Linked DNA regions of Bactrocera dorsalis: region 2 is linked to region 1. A link is a contact called in public Hi-C data. All regions are on one chromosome and are shown on one strand. Each heading gives the region's core, a stretch centred on a gene start, on an enhancer-like site or on the middle of the called end of the contact. The rest is flanking DNA. Distances are from core to core; before and after follow the strand shown.

Region 1 (5,743 bases), core at 472-2,971:
GGCAGTTCTTGAATCTTTTCAGGTTGCACTTCATCCCAATTGTGGAAATTTTGTTTGTTTGAGCCAGAAATGGGCCTCATTTACTTTTGAAAAACAATAAAGCGATTTTCGATTATTAAAATTTGTTTTTGTTCTCGAATCCCGAAATATAAAAGGCTAACGAGGCATGTGATACCGACTTAACCAAAGATGCCGAGAAAAGGTCATCCAGTGAAACTGAAATCTTATATTCAGCGCCAAACTACATTATGTTTAGGAAACTTATTCACTTAATTTTATTAAAAAATCACTTATATATACCAATATAAACAGCATAAATATTATTAGAAGTCGACTCCCCACGACGACTGCTCCTGCATATGGCTCAATAGAAGGTATAAAATTTACTCAGAACGAGTGGAATGATATAATGATATATTGAGTTTTTTCGTATTTTTAATCAAACTTCAACTAATTTTTTTATATTTATACTAATAAATAAACAAACAAATATGTACCATTTTGGTCACCCACTATTTGCCATTTTTTTCGCTAGAGACATTATTCCATCAGTGTAAATCGAAATTTCGAAATTTCCAGAACAAAAGCGAGTGAACTATTGTTGTGCTTAACGAACTGATACAGCATCGTCTCTTTAAACTTCACAAATTTCATTGTCGGCTTGCGTGGCATTCTGCCCTTTTTTATACAAAAGTTTCAAAATGTATCGAATTTCTTCATTATTTTCACTGATTTTTTAACAGCTGCATAGCTTCACCGAATTTAATTTTTTAGTTAAATGAAACTTAAAATCTCACCTTTTCAACACTATATGGTCCAATGTGATTGGTAGCACTGGAATATACGACTGCAACGATATGTATTAACAAAATACGAAAAGACTTTTTCGGCTACCAATATTTGATAACTGAATCGCTTATCGAAGAAGAGTGATAATGTCTATATTATACAGGTTCACTTTATCGAATAAGATTCCATTAATACATCTTGCTTTGCCTTGTCACATGATCCAATGTATACGAGTAATAACCACACAATTATAACACTTAATAAAATATACTTTATTGTTCAACGGAGGGCAGCTCTAGTAATTTAATGTTTTTTGGCTTCTTCTATCATTTTTGGAAGTAAGCTTTCCCATGTTCACCGATTTTGCTGGCCATAACACACTTGTGAACACGATAGGCCCATACATCAGCGCTGCTACCCTCGACGTTCTTGTCCGCGCAACCATCATTGATGGCAACGATCTCAGCCTCATCCAAATCCATTTTTAATTGTTTGGCAACACGATCGGCATGATAGCCCTCATGTTCGGTGAAGAAACCCACTCTCTTAGCGGTACAAAGCATGTACTTCCGAATGGGTTCTTCATCGGGATATTCGAAGCTCGAAAATTTTTGCAGTTGTTCTTTGCTAAGTGGAAAATCCTTGAGGCATTCCTGGGCGATAACTTCAAGTTCTGCTTCAGTTTTTGGTATCCATTCATCTTCAGCGTATGCCTAAAATAGAGATTATATAAGATATAGTAATGGTGTAAAATATTGATGTGATGTACGTACCAATGCAATGACTACAAGGATCACAATGAAGAATTGCATATTGGAATTTGGCTTTATTGACTTTCTCCGCTGGACTCAGAGCACAACTGATATAAAGAACTATTGCAATCCCATATTTATACAAGCACATCCAACTCGGTTGGTGAGCGGGCAAATGCATTGAGTCAATTTCATATTATTTTGCTGTTTAATAGTTCGTTTGATCGATTTAGTCTCATTACATGACATACATATTTATGTATATGTATTTAGCGATCTTCTCAACTTAAGCTTGGTCTGATTATTTTTTGATTTATTGACTCAAATTTATGAACTACTACATACAGACATATGCATTTGCAATATCTTATCTCCTTCATACTCTCCAAAAACTGATTTGAGCATCGGTTATTGATAGTACATGCTTATATTAAATACGAGTGTAATATGGGTCAAAAGTGCACCTGATAATTTTTTTGTATCAAATTTTGTATTTCTAACCAAATTTCGTTTGCGGAATCGTTGCGAATGTTGAAAAAGGCTTATGTGGATTCAGTTTTATTTATCAAAAACACAAATATACGAATTGTACAAATCCTTCAAAGACGGTCGAGAGATCGTTGAAGACTTACCTCGTTTTCGACCTTTTCACCACACACCAAAGCCGCTCAAAAATTCTTTGTTATTTTCGATAGTTGTGGTTTGGTGCATCACGTACCGGAGGTACGGACGATCAATAAGGAGTCCTACTTGGCCGTATCGAGGCGTTTGGGTGATAACATCCGTCAAGACAGCCGGAATATTTCAGATCGATATCTTTATTAAAGGATATTCGTTCGAGTATAGACTGACAGATAAACTTAGTAGCATACTTAACATAGCTTGTTTAGGGTATAAAAAATTTACATACACATACATGTGTACATGAAGCTGACGTTTACTTGTTTACTTCCATGCTTATGATTTGCGAAAGGTCAGGTATTTGTTGCCATGTGTGGCAACATTTTTCCCAAAATAAACAGAATTTAACTGAAATGAATAACAAAGTTGTAAAAATGTATGATAAGCGCAAACACAACTTTTTTTTACACATCTGTTGTTGTTGTTTGGAAGATGCAAATATTATGAACCCAAAAAACGAACCGGGTTTACCCGACTCTAGTCTTTCGTTACGTCTTAACAACTGTCAAACAATGATTTTTGTGTGTACCAGAGTATTACGAGTAACATTGGCATACATATGCTAAATATCTTATTATATAATCTCTATTTTATTGTGACAAACTAAGTATAGACAAAAATGTTTAATTGCGAGTAATAAAAGTATAAATTCTGCAAATTTGAATAAGGAGGTAAAGGTACTTTCCACGGACGTGATACTGAGCTAAATAGTCACTCTGTCATTCTTTGTCAATGGCGTCGTATATCTCATACAGCGGGTCGTTCCATCGACTGCGGTATTCGTCGTTGCTAATGCGCAAAGGTCCATATATTCTACGTAGAACCTTTATCTCGAAAACTCGTAATGCCGACTCATCAAATGTCGTCATCGTTCATGCCACTCTGTACCATATAGCAGGTCGGGGAGGATGAGTGACTTGCAGAATTTGGTCTTCGTTCGTCGAGAGAGGACTTTACTTCTCAATTGCCTATTCAGTCTAAAGTATTATTCTGCATTGGATTTCGAAGTTGATGTTGTTGTTTGTGTTAATACTGGTTCCAAGATAGACAAAACTGGCTGAGAAATTTTGGCCTTAAGTCGTTATATTAAAATTTCTATATCTTTTTTTTTACCACCGGGGCAATCCGAATTTATAACCAGCAAAGAGCTGTCAACTCGGCAACAGTTTCTAAGGAACTTTAGCCGTAACAACAACAATAACCGATTCAAAATTGTCATTTTAAATGAGTATATGGCAAGTAATTTTTCTATTGTTGTAGGCATTAGAGCTCCCACTCCCGGGCTCCCGGGCTCCCGAAATCCCGGGATCCCGGACTTAAAACTCCTCCCGGGATTTAAAATTAATTTCCCGGGATATTCGGGATTTTTGTCCTTTTTTTTTTTAAACACTGTTAATTATTATTTTTTCATAAACAAAGTTGTATTTACAATAGATGAACATTGCCAAAAAACAATTAGTAAGAATTTGGTACTTTACAACACTGTTTGATCAAAGTTACAGCACTGGTTTGATCAGCTGTTAATTGGCAAGCTGTAGCATGTGCCAAGCATACGATCAACCGCGCTGCATTTTACAAACTTACACTAGTGCTTATTGTAGAAATTGTCAAAAAGTACAATGCTAATGACGTTGAGAATCGCGATATCGATTTAAAAATAATCGAAAATGAAAAGGAAGAAACGTTGAAGGAAAGGTTGCAAGAAACTGTCAAAGAATCTCGCGTTTTAAAAAGAGATGTCTCATTATCAGTAGAGGAAGCGGTACCAAAGGAAATAAATTTACTTCTTGGGGGTGGCGGGCTTGGCAGCAATCTGGAGGTTGCTTCTAATTTTTTAAAGACAATACCACCAACTAGTGTCGAATGCGAGCGTTGTTTTTCAGTGTCTGGCCGCATTTGCACTAAAATCAGATCCAGTTTAAACGATGAAACAATAGATGCGCTTGTATTTTTAATATACTATTTAAAATTAGTTCCTACAGAAATCGATCTGTGATTTTTATTATTTGTTTTTTGACAAAATAATATATATATAATACCAAATACATAGGTATACTTTTAATTTAATTCATGTAACTGATTTGAAATAAAAAGTGAATTATATATTTTTTTCAATTTATAAGAAATAATAATTATTATTAAATAATAATTTTTTTATTATAAAGAACCCAAGGACATGGGCTTGCTTAATTGAATCTATGTAACTGATTGGAAATAAAAAATAATTTAATTTTTTTTAAATTTATAAGCAATAATTAACAATTTTTATTTTCTCCCGTTTTTCCCGGGAAATGAAATTTCGATATCCCGAAATCCCGGGAATTCGAAAACATTCCGGGAGTGGGAGCTCTAGTAGGCATGAGGGAGGTCTCAACGAATTGCATAACAAATAACTTAATCTAGGTCAGAAGAATGAGCCTTCATCATCACAAAGAACAAGGACATTAAAAATAGCGTCATTCGTCTGGCACCAAACACGTAAAGAAAGTAGTAAGTCGCCAAAATGATAAACAATAAAAATTTCCATAAGGGTTCATGGTGAGGTGGAATGGTTTAAGTGCAGACAAGATCGCCCAGATCATGTGCAAAGGCCCGAAAAAAACGCGCTTACTTTTTATTCACACCAATTCAAAAAGCCTACAGGAAGATTGTTGGCTTAATGACAGGTTAAAACTGACTAGCATCATATGCGAACCGGATAGGTATTAGTAATGATGATACATACTCGTACATGCAGAAAGTGCAAGGAAGTAGGCATGAGAGACGTCAATTGACTCAACGAGAGAGTACGGAATGGCGGTGAGCCTGGTCATTTCAATGTCAGGGTCTTTGCTATTTTTTCATTCATTTACAGTGTTACAGTATATAAGAAGCTCATACCAAAAGATACTACGGTCATCACGCCTACAATGCTTTCAAGTTATGTAACGTTTAAAGGAAGTAATATGGAATTGTGTATTAAAATTATATAAATGTAATGCTGCGTGATTTTTAAATGTTTAACATAAAGGAACAAGTAGTTATGTCAAAAGCTTTCTTATTCGATGTTTTAATCCCTCTGGTATTTTTTCTTATTCCCAAAAGCCATAGAAGAACACATATTTTAGACTATTCAATACATAAGACTCCATCACATGTAACGATTATAGGCAGTGGACTAAGGTTTAAGGACTTCAGTGACGCCTTTATAAACCATAAATTTAGCAGGCTTCCTTGTCTTTCTGAAGATCGATATGAGAAGTTGTGTAATCGAGGTTCATGTGGCTTTAATACCATAAAGAGGATTTAATATTCAAATGCAAAAGAATTGATGATATATTCTAGCATAAAATATATAAAATTGTTTGCTTTAAAAAATCTTTTAACATTATGAAAACAACAAATTCTTGACTGATAATCATACACTTGTTTACGACAATGATAGTCACGAGCAAACGCAAAGAAATATCCGTTAAGCTAATAAAGATAAGATCTTGATAGGTAACTGCTCATCTGGGTATGTTTAAAATTTACATAATAAG
Region 2 (6,048 bases), core at 1,717-4,216, 48 kb before region 1:
TCCGACACAGGTATCACTTTCACATTGTGATGTTTTGGGCGTGGATCGTTTTAATGTAGAAAAAAAATTTTACTGTAAAATGATATGGTAACCCCCTTCTACACTTCACTGTATATTAGTTGAAACTTCATGAGGAAAATTAGAATAGAAATAGCGTTTAAAATTCATCTGAATTCAAAGCTGTTCTTTTGTGTAAAAACCCCAATGGCCAAAGAGAAATCCAATCAATAGCGACAATGACCTACTACGTTTATTTCCAATTATGCACTTGTATGTATGTGTTTGTGGTTGTGTCTATGTGTGCGTGGTCGCTGCTTGACATTTTCGTTGAATTTTGGTTTTGTTGTAGAAAAATCCCCTAAAAGATTAACACACTAGGTGTTCAGGTCATGTGATGCTAGTCAAAGGCGTTAGGCTGCATTATACACAAATAAGGCTACTATTGAATATACATATAAAATATATTGATAAATTCAAAACTCTCAATGTTAAATTATACGTCAATAATGCGTATGGTAATTAAAAACAAGTAAGGAAGGGCAACGTTCGGGTGACGCTTGGAATATAGTAGATGTATTGCGTTAACTTTAGCCATTACTACAGTACGAGAGCATGGCTCCAAGCACTACTAAACAACATATTTGTCTTCTAATATAACAAAAATTATTATACGTATATAACGGTGATCCATGTATAGGCAAATTTTTCAATAGCATTTTTTTTGAAAAATCGCGCGTGAGTCGCCTCAAGCTATCATGTAATTTTTGTTCAGTATTGTTTGACATTTCATCATGGAAAGACTTACCATTGAACAACGTTTACAAATCGTTCAACTTTATTACGAAAATTCACGTTGTGTTAAGAATGTCTTTTGGGCGGTTCGCTCAAATTATGGTTAACATAAACGGCCTACTGAGGGTACTATTCGCAACACCATCAACTATCTTGTGACCCAACATTCGTTTTTTGAAAATATTCGACCGAATAGATCACGTTCAGCACGCAGTGAAGAAAATATAGTATAGCAGAAAATATAGTAGCCGTAACTGAGAGTGTACACGAAGACCGTGAATAGTCTATTCGACGCCGTTTGCAGCAACTCGGACTAATGACTTGACGCATTTTACGTCGAGATCTTAAATTGAAAGCGTACAAAATACATTTGTGCAAGAACTGAAGTCGCTCGACCTTCCCAAGTGACATCGCTTCACTCTATGGGCTCTTGAAAAGTTCCAAGAAGATCCGACGTTTTGTTCAGCGGTGAGTCCCATTTCTGGCGCAATGAGTATGTAAATAAGCAAAATTACCGCATTTGGACAGAGAGCAATCTGATGAGATTCAAGAGAGAGAGAGAGAAAAAAGCAACCGGTTTGTTGTGGTTTGTAGAACAGTGGAATCATCGGTTCATATTTCCTCAAAAACGAAGCAGGTGAGAATGTCACCGTCAATGGCGACAAGACTATTGATGCCTGATATTGAAGCTCGTGATCTCGCCGACATTTGGTTTGAACAAGACGGAACCTCTTCCCAGATGTCACATCAATCAATGGATGCACATTTTAGGCAGGTCAATTGACCACCAAGATTGTGTGATATCACAGCGTTAGACTTTTTCCTGTGGGGATAAGTAAAGTCTAAAGTCTAAGTCTATATGAACAAATTCCTTTAAAAAAATAGGGAACCTCGAAATGGCTCACATTTTATATATGTATATACTATGCGGTAGTTGGCGTAACTAGTAAACAAAAGTCCACACATTTTCGGAACTCAGCTGTATTATATCTAACACTTGAATTTCCTTAACACGAATCACCATAATCCAATGTTAATACTTTGTTACCGGATAATCGAAACCGGTAAGTTTCGATTAAATGGAAAGAGGATATAATAAACTCAATTGCCAGAAGATGGTTTTACACTGAAGATCTAGGAAACTAGATGAAATAAGACGATGAGATAATGTAAAGGAATCAAGAAAATATTCAACACACTTTTTAAAATGCAAATAGAGTTCTGGTGAGTACCCTGTTTAAAAGGTTGCTATAAAAACTTCAGACGATAGTTTGGAAAACTTCTGACGACACTTCTGGCTTAAAAGTTTCATACTTTAACGGGGCATATTTGAGAGTAAAATTTTGAAAAATTAATTTATTATTTTTTCCTTATTTTAAATATTAAAATTTAAATATTTACTTCAAATACGTCGTCATTTGCCAATTTTTGATTTTTTTTCGATGGTAGGCAATGTCTTCTAGCGTAACATTCTTTTGAAGTTGCATTCGCAGAGAAAGCGAAAATCACTGCAGCAAGAAAGAACTTTTTTATTGATGTCGGAGATCGCGTGTAACACAAAAATATAAAATATTTTCGTTCTTACTTTGTTGTTATGTTTAAAAACTGTAAGTATTGAGATAAGTCGTTTTTCAAGCGCTTATTATCAACAACTTATCGTGTCATCAGACAAACGTGTAACTTAAACGTGCTTTTAATTGCGATTGGCAGTTATTCATTGGTTTACAAAATGCCTACTAATATATTAATTAATTTAAAATTAGTTTAAGGTTCGTTGAAGTCTGTTAATTATAGCAGTTTACATTTATTTAAATAAAAATTCAATATAAATACATATATGTGTGTACATATGTACATGTAAGTCTATGGGCTGGTATGCCTAGGATGGAATGTTGTTTTTAATTTAGAAATGTGTGTCAGAAAATGAGCAGAACAAGCTCAAAAAGAGAGGCAATAATAGTTGGCTTGTAACGTATAACTTTGTAATTGAGTTGGCAAAATCACGTGACGAACATTTATGTAAACAAACTACGTGTATGTGTATGTATTGAAGCTATCAACGCGACACCTAGTAGTATGTGTGTGTATTGGCGATCGTTTAAAGCGATCATAAATTGATTGTTTATTTTTAAATTTATGCGAGGCATTGTATTACAAACATACACACACATGCATACATACGAATATAATTCACGAGGCATGTGAGTGCGGTGCCATTAACGATTCGAGTGGACACTTTGCATGCGAAAGCCAACAATTTTGTGTGTGTGTGTGTTTCGTATGTATGTATGTAGGTATGTTGTGAGAAAATTGGCTTTCCTTATATTTACTTGCCGTTTAGTCGTAAATATCAGCGGTGTATTGAACTTTGAAAAGTAAAAACAAAAATATATATGTATAAATATACGCTATAATGATTCATAACTGACCGATTTATGAGTTATATACATATGTATGTTATGTACCTGTATGCATGTGTGTTTGCTTAATAAGTTTTATATTACATACTTGAAGCTAATTTTTGCTTTATGTTCATAAATTCTTAAATGAGTGAAAACACAACAACACAAAGACAAAACAAAAGCGTCGGTGATAGGCAGTGATAGGCCACAGCAAACAGCAAACCTGTTGGTTGCCACTTAATTGAAAAGTTGTAAATAGAATTGAAAAGCAGTCGAACTTAATTGAAGATCAATTGGGAGGAGGACGAAAAGCATACACATATACACAAACATATTTGTATTAGGTTGACAGAGAGACGTGGGGAAAACTGGATAATAAATCAATAATAAGAAATTGATTGCACTTAATAGAAAGGTGATTGTGGTGCTAGTGAACATCGATAAGTGCATACAAACACATTCTAGGTGCAATGCGAATATTGATTTTCATAAATTGATTATATAATCTTGTTTTTTTTAATAAGTAAGACAGACTAAGCAATCACTTATGGGATGTGAACTTTGCCTTTGCTTGAGGGAAACTGGTATGTTTGAAAAGGAGGAGAGGTTTAGAATTGACAATTGAAAAAATTAATTGTTAATATTTGGAATTAAGTCTGTGTGTATATAAAATGTTACATTTTCAGCCAATTTAATGAAAGCGAAGGGTTAGGTTAGATGGCTGATCTAAGATCGCCTGTAACATATTGTAATGTAATCCTTTGTGATTCCATAGAAAAGAACTCCTGTGTTCGAGCTATAAATTAACAAAACGCTTGTGGCCTATACAAATGATTTCATTTCCGCCAGCTCGGTGGGATGTCAGAAGGTATGCGTTCCCAAGTGTTTAAGTCTTGATGTCAAGAAGGAAATGTTGAGCTGCTTCCATCTCTTCTTCTTCCATACAGCTTCTGCAGATGGCGCCTGGTAGGATTTCTAGCCTCACCCAAATACTTAGTGGACATGGATGCTTTAGAAGCTACCTTTTCAGATTCCACAATGACATTAGTCCGAACTGTCCGACATGTACAGAGTATATAGAAGACTCGGAACTTGTATTATTTCATTGCACTCGATTTTAGAATACAAGGGAACAGCTAAAAACCACACTCAGTGGTAGTTTTACGGTCGATAACTTGACGACACTCATGTGTCAGTCGACTGATAAATGGAAAGCTGTCAGCGATCATAATGACCAAACTGAGATTTTTCAACAGACTAGGCGTCCGTCACTCCGCGCAATAGAGGAGACTGAAATGTCTTGCCCCTTTACGAAGTAATACCTAGCCGGAGGTTCTGTGGGAGATTCCTGAGTTGGGAGTAGGTTAGATTTAGCGGATTAAAGTTCCGCACTTCGGCTTTCGATGCTTCCCCCAAGGTATTTAGTAGTAAAACACAAGAAGATACGGGAGTACCGATCCGCTCCCATTCTATCGATAGCGGTTTTAGGGTGCCTTTTCTTGCCTGCTCATCATCTTTACAGTTTCCTGCGATTCCGCTGTGATTTGCAAGCCATACCAGTCTTATCACAAAAACACTCGATGCACAAAAACACTGGGCACCAGCTCTGAACGCAATGTTAATGAGTTCAAGATTAGTATCGCCGCTCTGCTAAATGAGTGGATGGACACTTCCTTGAATGATGCTGCACTCCGAAGCAGTAAAAGGTTGCAACCTCGGCCTGGAAGACGCTGCAATAGTAGGGAAGTCTAAAACTGAAGTTGATAGTGAGCTACTGACAGTAGGTTCCTCCATCAACGTTCCCCCAAGCTTTAACCCATCAGTGAAGAAGCTCACTTCTCCTCTACTTGAATACCTCGTAATCAGGGGGGTAGAGTGAATAACGGGGCCTGGTGATAATTGTAGTGAGTTGTTGGAGAAAAAAATCAGTAAAACAATGTTCCAAAGTTCCGTATTCTTCTGAGAGCTTCAGGCCCGAGAGGAATGGTCTCGATCTCCCTCCTCTCTGCTTTACTATAGCTTCTATATTTTAATGACAAAAATTCGCCAAGCTCTTCAATTGAATTGCCTCACATTGCATATAATATCCATAAGGCTAAGGCATGGAATTGGTGATAACTATGAGAAAGTTTTTCTATATTAGTGGGATACTCCAAAATATGAAATTATGCACCTTATGCGCCTCAAATGCCTTAGAACTGCAAGGTTTTTGGTCTGGAGAACTCTGACAGAAGGGTAGAAAGATTTCATTCTGGATATAACAAGCTTAATTGGCTTCACTTTTTCTACGCTATTTCATTTTGAAACTAGAGTTTTCAATTTCCGCTTAAAAGATCGATGTACTTTTATGTATTTACAACATATGTGTATAAGTCATTTGCGTTTTACCAGTTCCCAGCTGCTTTTTCGTAAAAATAGTAATCGAGTTGAATTTACTGCCTAAGAAATTTCATATCACAAAATAAACGAGTAATATCTATATCTATCTCTTAGATTTATACCAGCTCATTTAATTTATATCAATTGCTTGTTCGATTTGCCACCCTTTAAGGAACGGCAGGCAGCTAGGATTAATTAGTTTACTAAATCCTTGCTCACAATCCTCCTTTCCCCTACCATAACTTCTAAGTCTCAGCGTTTATATAAATACATATATACTTATATATAAATAATGTTTTCAGTTATGTCAGAAGTGCAACGACTCCTGAGGTTGGTATTCATAAATAATAACAAATTAATCAGATTTTGGCCAGGGCATGCGGAAATGTCAAAAAAAAAACAAAAACGGATACATTATACATATGTGTGTGTATGTATTTGTAAGGCGAGCGCATGTGATATCACGTGAAAATAT

What was found. A called contact is a pair of places that touch in the nucleus more often than the background predicts.
Region 2: a Hi-C map of whole body shows a contact between it and region 1, with 4 times the contacts expected there. The contact joins the enhancer-like site here to the promoter of LOC105231052 in region 1. A contact is called at or near these places in 2 of 2 Hi-C or Micro-C datasets (both in whole body).

What each region holds. Positions count from the first base shown.
Region 1 is chr2:24,586,904-24,592,646 of ASM2337382v1, reverse strand. It overlaps LOC105231052 (general odorant-binding protein 99a), which reads right to left and starts at 1,721. Exons shown (of 2, transcript XM_011212143.4): 1 at 1,563-1,721; 2 at 1,045-1,502. The coding sequence starts at 1,601. The coding sequence ends at 1,116.
Region 2 is chr2:24,635,724-24,641,771 of ASM2337382v1, reverse strand. No RefSeq gene overlaps it. Among protein-coding and RNA genes, the nearest start is that of LOC105231054, 5.5 kb to the left of the region's middle. Within about 2 kb of position 2,966, the one cell type or tissue checked has open chromatin away from gene starts, as enhancers often do.